Regions from separate parts of the Sus scrofa genome. Here region 2 is linked to region 1. A link is a contact called in public HiChIP or PLAC-seq data. All regions are on one chromosome and are shown on one strand. Each heading gives the region's core, a stretch centred on a gene start, on an enhancer-like site or on the middle of the called end of the contact. The rest is flanking DNA. Distances are from core to core; before and after follow the strand shown.

Region 1 (3,511 bases), core at 345-2,844:
CAAAGAGAATATTTAAAGATAAATATGTCTTTATGCCAAAGCCTAGTAAGGACTATACCTCTATTAGTTCTTTGTGCTGCATAATAAACTTGTCACAAATTTAGCAGCCTGAAACAACACGCATTTATGATCGCATATTTCCCATGAGTCAGGAGTCCAGGCGTGACTTCATGGAGTTCTCTGCCATAAACATATCTATGCTGCATTTGCACCGGGATGCCTGATTAGGGGAAAATCTGTTTCCAAGCTCATTTAGGTTGTTGGCAGAATTCATTTCTTTGTGGCTTAGAATTCATGGCAGTTTGCTTTTATAGAGCCACCAATGGAGACAGACTCTAAAGAAAGTTTGCTAGCAAGATGGGGATTGATTTAATGTATGTAGATATGAGTTATATCCTCCAACTTTTGCCATATTCTGTTGATTAGAAGTGAATCATGGACCCAACCCAGAAGCAAGGGAATTCAATCATACAAGGGCATCAACCCTGGAAATTCACTTAAAGTCTGTCTGGCACATCCTCTGACAGTTTATGAATAGCTCTACAAAACTTTTGAATAAATTATTATTATTATTTGTCTTTTTGTCCTTTTTAGGGCCACACCCATGGCACATGTAGGTTCCCAGGCTAGGCTACGCCAGAGCCACAGCAATGCAGGATCCAAGCCGTGTCTGCAACCTACACCACAGCTCACATCAATGCCAGATCCCTAACCCACTGAGTGAGGCGAGGAATTGAACCCAGGGATTGAACCCACAACCTCATGGTTTCTAATCAGATTCATTTCTGCTGCGCCACAACAGGAACTCCTTGAATAAATTATTGACAAAATTAATATAGCAACATCTTGAAAAAATAGAACATTATAATCTAGTTAAGACAACTCCAGAAATTCAAGGATGGTTCAATAATATAAATTTATGTTATAATCTATTGTATTCATAGGTCTACAAGGAAAAATATTATTTCCATAGATGCCAAAAAGGTATTTAACACAATTCAATATCCATTCTTATTTTAAAAAACACTTAAGTACTTAGTTGACATAACTAAATTGCTCCTTAACATAAGAAAATATATCTTATCTCAATAACCAGCTAGATGATTTCCTCTACATTAGGAAGAAGAAAGTACCACTATGATTATTCAGAACTGTATTGGAGGTGCAAGCCAATGCAATTAAAATAAACAAAGAAACTAGAAATGTGAAAATTAGAAAAGGAGTGAAATCAATACCTTTTGTAAACGATATAAATATGTACCTGGAACACCTAAGAGAGTTGATTGAAAGCTATTAAAAACAATAATAGAGTCAGTTATATAGTAGGGTAAGAAATAAAAATAAACCAAGACCAAGCTCAACTCTTACATAAATAAGATGAATATCATCCCTTTCTCTTGTTCTTGAGATGCAAGACTCAAGCTACCAGTGTTCCACCCTCTTCAAGTACCAGCCTCTTAATCTCACTCAATGACTTTAAAGACATTCGTTGGAGTCCCCACCCTTGAGGATGGTTGCCATAATGCTGCGTGTTCAAGGCCACACTGTTTATGATACCATATCTCTGTTCTCTCAAACCAAGGCATGCAATTCAATTCCCTCAGGAAGACATCTCTGATTATGCTCAGCACATTCTCAGCATGCCACTATTCTGCATGCTCTTGGCACTGATGGCAGCAGTTTGGTGTGTCCTAATTTGTGTTTCCTTATATGTTGCTTGCTAAATAAGTGTTAAATGGTGTGGTTTTTTGCTCAAATCAAGATTTTGAAAATCTTGTTTCTTCTAACCCCCACCATCCATAGTACCCAGCTGTAGTAGTCTATACCCAAGGAAGCAATAAATGATTCTTTTAATTTTTTAATCAATTTTAACATAAGGAAAATATTTCCATAGTTGAGACATTTTAGAAGATATAAAGGCATATAGTGAAGAGTCTGTTTTCTGTTCTATTCTCCATCTTCTCAGTTCTGATTACCTAACAGGCAACCCCTATTGCTACTTCCTTGTTTATTTTTCCAGAAAACATTTATACCTATGTAGGCCAATCGTTATAACTTCACTCTTTTCTTATCATTTTTGCATAAATAGTAACGGAATGTATTCATTTCTCTCACCCTTGCTTTATACTTAATGATATATTCCAAATACCTTTCCATTAATATATAGAAGTCCTCTTCAATTTTTAAATTATGCATTTCATTATAAGTAGTACTATCATTTACTTAACCAATACCCTATTAATAGATATTCATCTTGATTCCAATATTTTCCGATTACAAATAGTCTTTCCAACTGGCGTGTTGGATAGACATAGATTTGCATCAAGATTATATTTAGATTGATTGGTTGATTGACTCACAATGAAAATATAAATTGATGGCCTAGAATTACCCTGACTCTCTAAGATAAGTTTTCATATTAATGTTCTAATTCATAATGTGCTCCTGGAGAAAGTCTCACTAAAGGCCATATTCCATATTCCCCACTCCTGCTTGTACTGCAATTGTAATAGGAAACCAACCATTTTCATCAAGGGGAGGAATCACTCAAGGGAGAACTAGCTTTACTCGGGATTGTGAAAATAGATAAGGTAGCTGATTTCATCTCTTTCTATAAAAACTTCTTTAGTAAGGATGATATTTCTGGACACTTAGGCAGATGATTCATGTGCACTGAGGTAATCAAAATAACTACAGTTGTGGACCATATATCATCACATTGGTTAAGAGCTTGGATTTTGAAACCAGACTAATTCCACCTGTGACTCTGGGCAACTTATTAACTTATTTGCATTGCAAATGAATGCATCTGTAAACGTGGATAATGAGAATCCCTATCCAGTGTTTGAGAGTCACAGTAAATAAGTGTTATTATTATTACCACTCATTAGTAAATATTAACAAATACGTACTCATCATTCATAACAAAAGCAAAATGCTTACATTCTTCCTTTGGCCCTCTCGAAGACACAGTTGAGGCAGGCATGCGTGGAGTTGGCTAACATTGATGCCTAGAGGTGTCAAACTTGACTAGACCCTACAGAACCATTTGGCCAAGCTCACCAACCAGAAAGTGATATTTGCACCAATAAATTTGCCCAACCTCCATTTCTATATGCAGGCAGAGGCAGAGGCTTACATTTATGTATTTCCCTCTTCTCCTGATTGTTCTATTTGTACATAGTCATGTGCAACTATACTTGCTTCATTATAATCCTCCCTAAAAATGCCACCTAAGCTATGGTTTTTCTTCAGTACGGAGAGTGATAAAGCAACAAAGTTACCAAGAACTTTTAAAACTGATTTAAAACTGTGGTTTAAAATAATCACGACCAGAGAATTCAAACAAAGTTTTATACACACACACACACACACACACACACACACTCGCATCCCTCATTGTACTAAGCAAGATCCATTGCCACTGCGGCCCCCCCACCATCTCCTCTGAGGTTACCTATAACATTGAGTCCATGATATAACTAACCCTTTCCTGGGCTAATGGAGATAA
Region 2 (3,511 bases), core at 278-2,777, 130 kb after region 1:
CTTTCTCCTTCTCCCTCCCTTTTTCTCTTCTTTTCTTCCTTTCTGCCTTTCCTTCCTTCCTTCCATCCTTCCTTCCTTCCTTCCTTCCTTCCTTCGTTCCTTCTCTCTCTTCCTTTTCTTCTCTCTTACTTTCCTTCTCTCTTCTTTCTTTCCTTCTTTCATATAGTGTTGAAGAGCATGAGATCTGGAGTCTGAGTCTGAATCTCAGCTTTCCCACTTATTGGTTCTGCGATCTCAGAAAATTACTCAAGCTCTCTGGTCCTCAATTTCCTAATCTGTAAAATGGGATTAAAAATAATTTTTGCCCATCAGATTGTTAAAGAAAAAATGAATAAAGATATGTAAAAAGCCAAGTTCTTTGCAATATGTGCAAGCTAAGTGCCATTATTATTACACGTGGCATGTATTCATAAAATATGTAGAATATACACCAAGAATACTCTATATTAAATAAGTTAGCTTTGTTTAAATGAAACATCAGCATTAGTAATTTCCTGTTTTTTGGCTTGTGCCTCATTTCTCACTGTATATACAAAACACTGGGTTGTAGTTAGGAAAGAAGAGAAAAATCTGTTTGTAATCTACCACCCAGTAATGGTTTCTAAGCCAATCGTAAGCAATTTAAGCACAGAAAAACTTGGAGAAGTCTCTGTTGTATTTCTTGCTTATAACAAGTATTGATTCAGTAAATAGTCCTTACGTGCTAATTAAGCTCCAGAAAATTAATTCATTACTAGTGTGTATTCCTTCTGAGTGACTTTCCGAGTATATGGTTTAAACAAATAATAATCAGCACAAACAAATACAGCCATCCCCTGATTCCAGGACACCCACAGGTACCAAAATCCATGGATGCTCCAATTCCTTATATAAAATGGCACCGTATTTGCATATAACTTATACATCTCCTGTAGTATAATATAAATCATCACTAGATTATGTATAATACCTAACACTATGTAAATGCTAAGTAAGTAATTGTAAATACAATGTAAATGCCATATAAATAATTACCTGGAATGGGTGAATTTAATTTTTGCTTTGTGGAACTTTCTGGAATTTTTTTCAAATATTTGATCTGTTGGTAGAATCCACGAATTGAGGAACCCAGGAATCTGGAAGAGTCATTTAAAGCAATGACTATAAGGCCAGGTGAAAAGTATAATTCCTAAAAATCAAGAATGAAATGGTTTTAAGAGACACCCCCAGAATGTAGTTTTGCTAGTTTCATGCTTGACATTAGGCAGGAAAGTGTTTTCTCCCTGCATCTCGCCAATTTTGGACAAAAGAAAAAAAAAATTGGTCTGTACAATCTGAAACATGGACCACATTTTCAGACACTTGAATTTTTACTTCACTAAGGTTGAATTTTTCCCACAAAAGGTCATAATGGCTGTCAAAAGAATCCACATATAAAATTTGTTTACCACAGTTTAAACAAGCCATTTAATCTGCAGCTGGTCTGGCTGCATGCGACAAGTGCAGAGGGTGCTGAGCAAAGCACCAGCACAGTCACACCATGTGCACAGCCGAGAGGCAAGTTTTTACACCATGTCTCACCAACGCATGGCATCTCTGCTTTCTGAGTGTGACCACGGGAGTGTGAGCCAGAATGAAGATGGGAATTAAAATGAGGAGAGGACGACCCACTTTACTGAGCACTTATTATGTGCCAGGTACTGTGCTAGGTAAGCCCATTACATATTGTCTCTTTAGGTCGGTTGAATAAAAGCAAAATTAGAAAAGCCTTTCAGGATGAACCATTATATGAGGGTTGGAGGTTGCAAAGACGAGCAGTCGGTGCTGGTTGGGATAGAAGTCACTGAATATGATTTTTAAATGCTCGTTCAAAGAGGGTTTTGAATGTATCTCTTCCTCTGTGTTATATATTTGTGGGACCAGCTTTCTTTGTTGCCATAGGTACACTCCAATCCAAATATCAATGGACATATAAAGTTTAAAATGTGTGGTTTACCCTATAATAGGAGTAGACTTTGGCTGTACATTTTTATTAATCCTAATTCCTTTTGCTATGATCTGCTTTTGAAACAAACAAGCTGCTACTTCGGCATTTCATCTCATTAATGTACACCATGGAAAAGGGTTTGTGAGAAACTCATATACGAATGCAGCATTATGGGTCTAATTAGCTGGAAGAATACCTGTATAAACGGAATCTGTTGGACACAATATACTGCCCTCCCCCCACTTACTTATATAATAATCCTGGCTTTCAGAAGACTAATCACTAAACACCATCTACACAGCATCTAATTTCCTCATCAAATTTCTCTGCTGGGTTTAGCCATGCTTGTCAACTTCCCAGCTCCCTCTTCAATAACTGGGTTTATTCTTAGTGTCTCGCCAATAAACATTCCTATGAGCAAACCCATGAAAGAATGAAGTCCAAATTTCTTTATCGCTCCCTCTTTCCAGAAAGTTTTTCTGCTCACACTCCTGGGAAAGGTCACAGGTAATTTGGGCTGGTCACTTCGGGGTGGCAGGATTGCAGGGAGCACATTGGGCTCTTTTGTTTAAGCCTCCCACTGACCACCAAAGGGGACCACAGGCTGCAGGGGAACCATTTAGGGACGTGGACAGATGACAATGGAAGCAAATCTGCCCAACACTGTCTCTCTTTAAGTGCACATAAAGTTGCTCAGATTCAGTTTCAGGACAAATGCAACTTTTTTGTGAGCAAATTTCTCTTCCTCATTGCTTATATACTAGACATTGCTGAATGTTTATAAGGAGTTAAAAAAACTACTTATTGTGGTAGAGAAAGGTGCCATGAATGAACTGAATGCTAATTTCTATTCATCTCAGTTTTACCACTTGACAATGGAATGATCATTTAAATCTCTCCCACTCAGCTTTCAGAATGTCTGCTTTTTCTTTCGAAAAGAAAATGGACACTTAGGAAATTGTGGAAATGCATGACTGCTGAACTGGCTATTTCTAAAATAGTATTGGCCTATGATGCTCTACGGGTTGCGTTGTACCCAGAAAAAGAGAGATTGGTGTCCTAACTCCCAGTGCCTCAGAATGTGGTGTATGTGGCGATCGAGTCTTTTATAAAGGTCATCTAATTAAAATAAGGTCATTAGAGGGAACTCGAATCCAGTATGGCCAGTGTCCTTTAAAAAGGGGAAATTGGACACAGACACACAGACATAGGGAGAACACCATGTGGAAGTGAGGGCAGAGATCGGGATCTTGCAGCACACACCAGAGATGACCAGCACACACCAGAAACTCAGAGAGCAGCACAGAACAGCTCTCCCTTGGGTTCCTTAGAACCCAACCCTGCTGACACTGGGATCTTGGACTTTTAGCCTCCAGAACTGTGGGACAACACAATTCTGTTGTTTCAGCCACCCAATTTGTAGTACTTTGTTATAGCAGCCCTAAGGAAAGATCATAAATTCTAATGATAAATTCCAAGATATTAAAGAAAATACAACAGATGGATCTGAGTAGTCATTCTGTGCCAACAACTAAGTCGGTAGTA

The links. HiChIP or PLAC-seq counts read pairs in DNA pulled down with a chosen protein or histone mark.
Region 2: a contact with region 1 is called in an H3K27ac HiChIP or PLAC-seq map of skeletal muscle. The contact joins two enhancer-like sites. A contact is called at or near these places in 4 of 47 Hi-C or Micro-C datasets (fetal skeletal muscle, psoas muscle and skeletal muscle) and 1 of 2 datasets of contacts at active chromatin or transcription factors (skeletal muscle).

The regions. Positions count from the first base shown.
Region 1 is chr1:30,643,642-30,647,152 of Sscrofa11.1, forward strand. No RefSeq gene overlaps it. Among named protein-coding and RNA genes, the nearest start is that of EYA4, 70 kb to the left of the region's middle. Within about 2 kb of position 1,595, at least 2 of the 83 cell types and tissues checked have an H3K27ac peak or open chromatin away from gene starts, as enhancers often do. A contact at or near this core is called in skeletal muscle, where this site is marked.
Region 2 is chr1:30,774,919-30,778,429 of Sscrofa11.1, forward strand. No RefSeq gene overlaps it. Among named protein-coding and RNA genes, the nearest start is that of RPS12, 150 kb to the right of the region's middle. Within about 2 kb of position 1,528, at least 1 of the 83 cell types and tissues checked has an H3K27ac peak or open chromatin away from gene starts, as enhancers often do. A contact at or near this core is called in skeletal muscle, where this site is marked.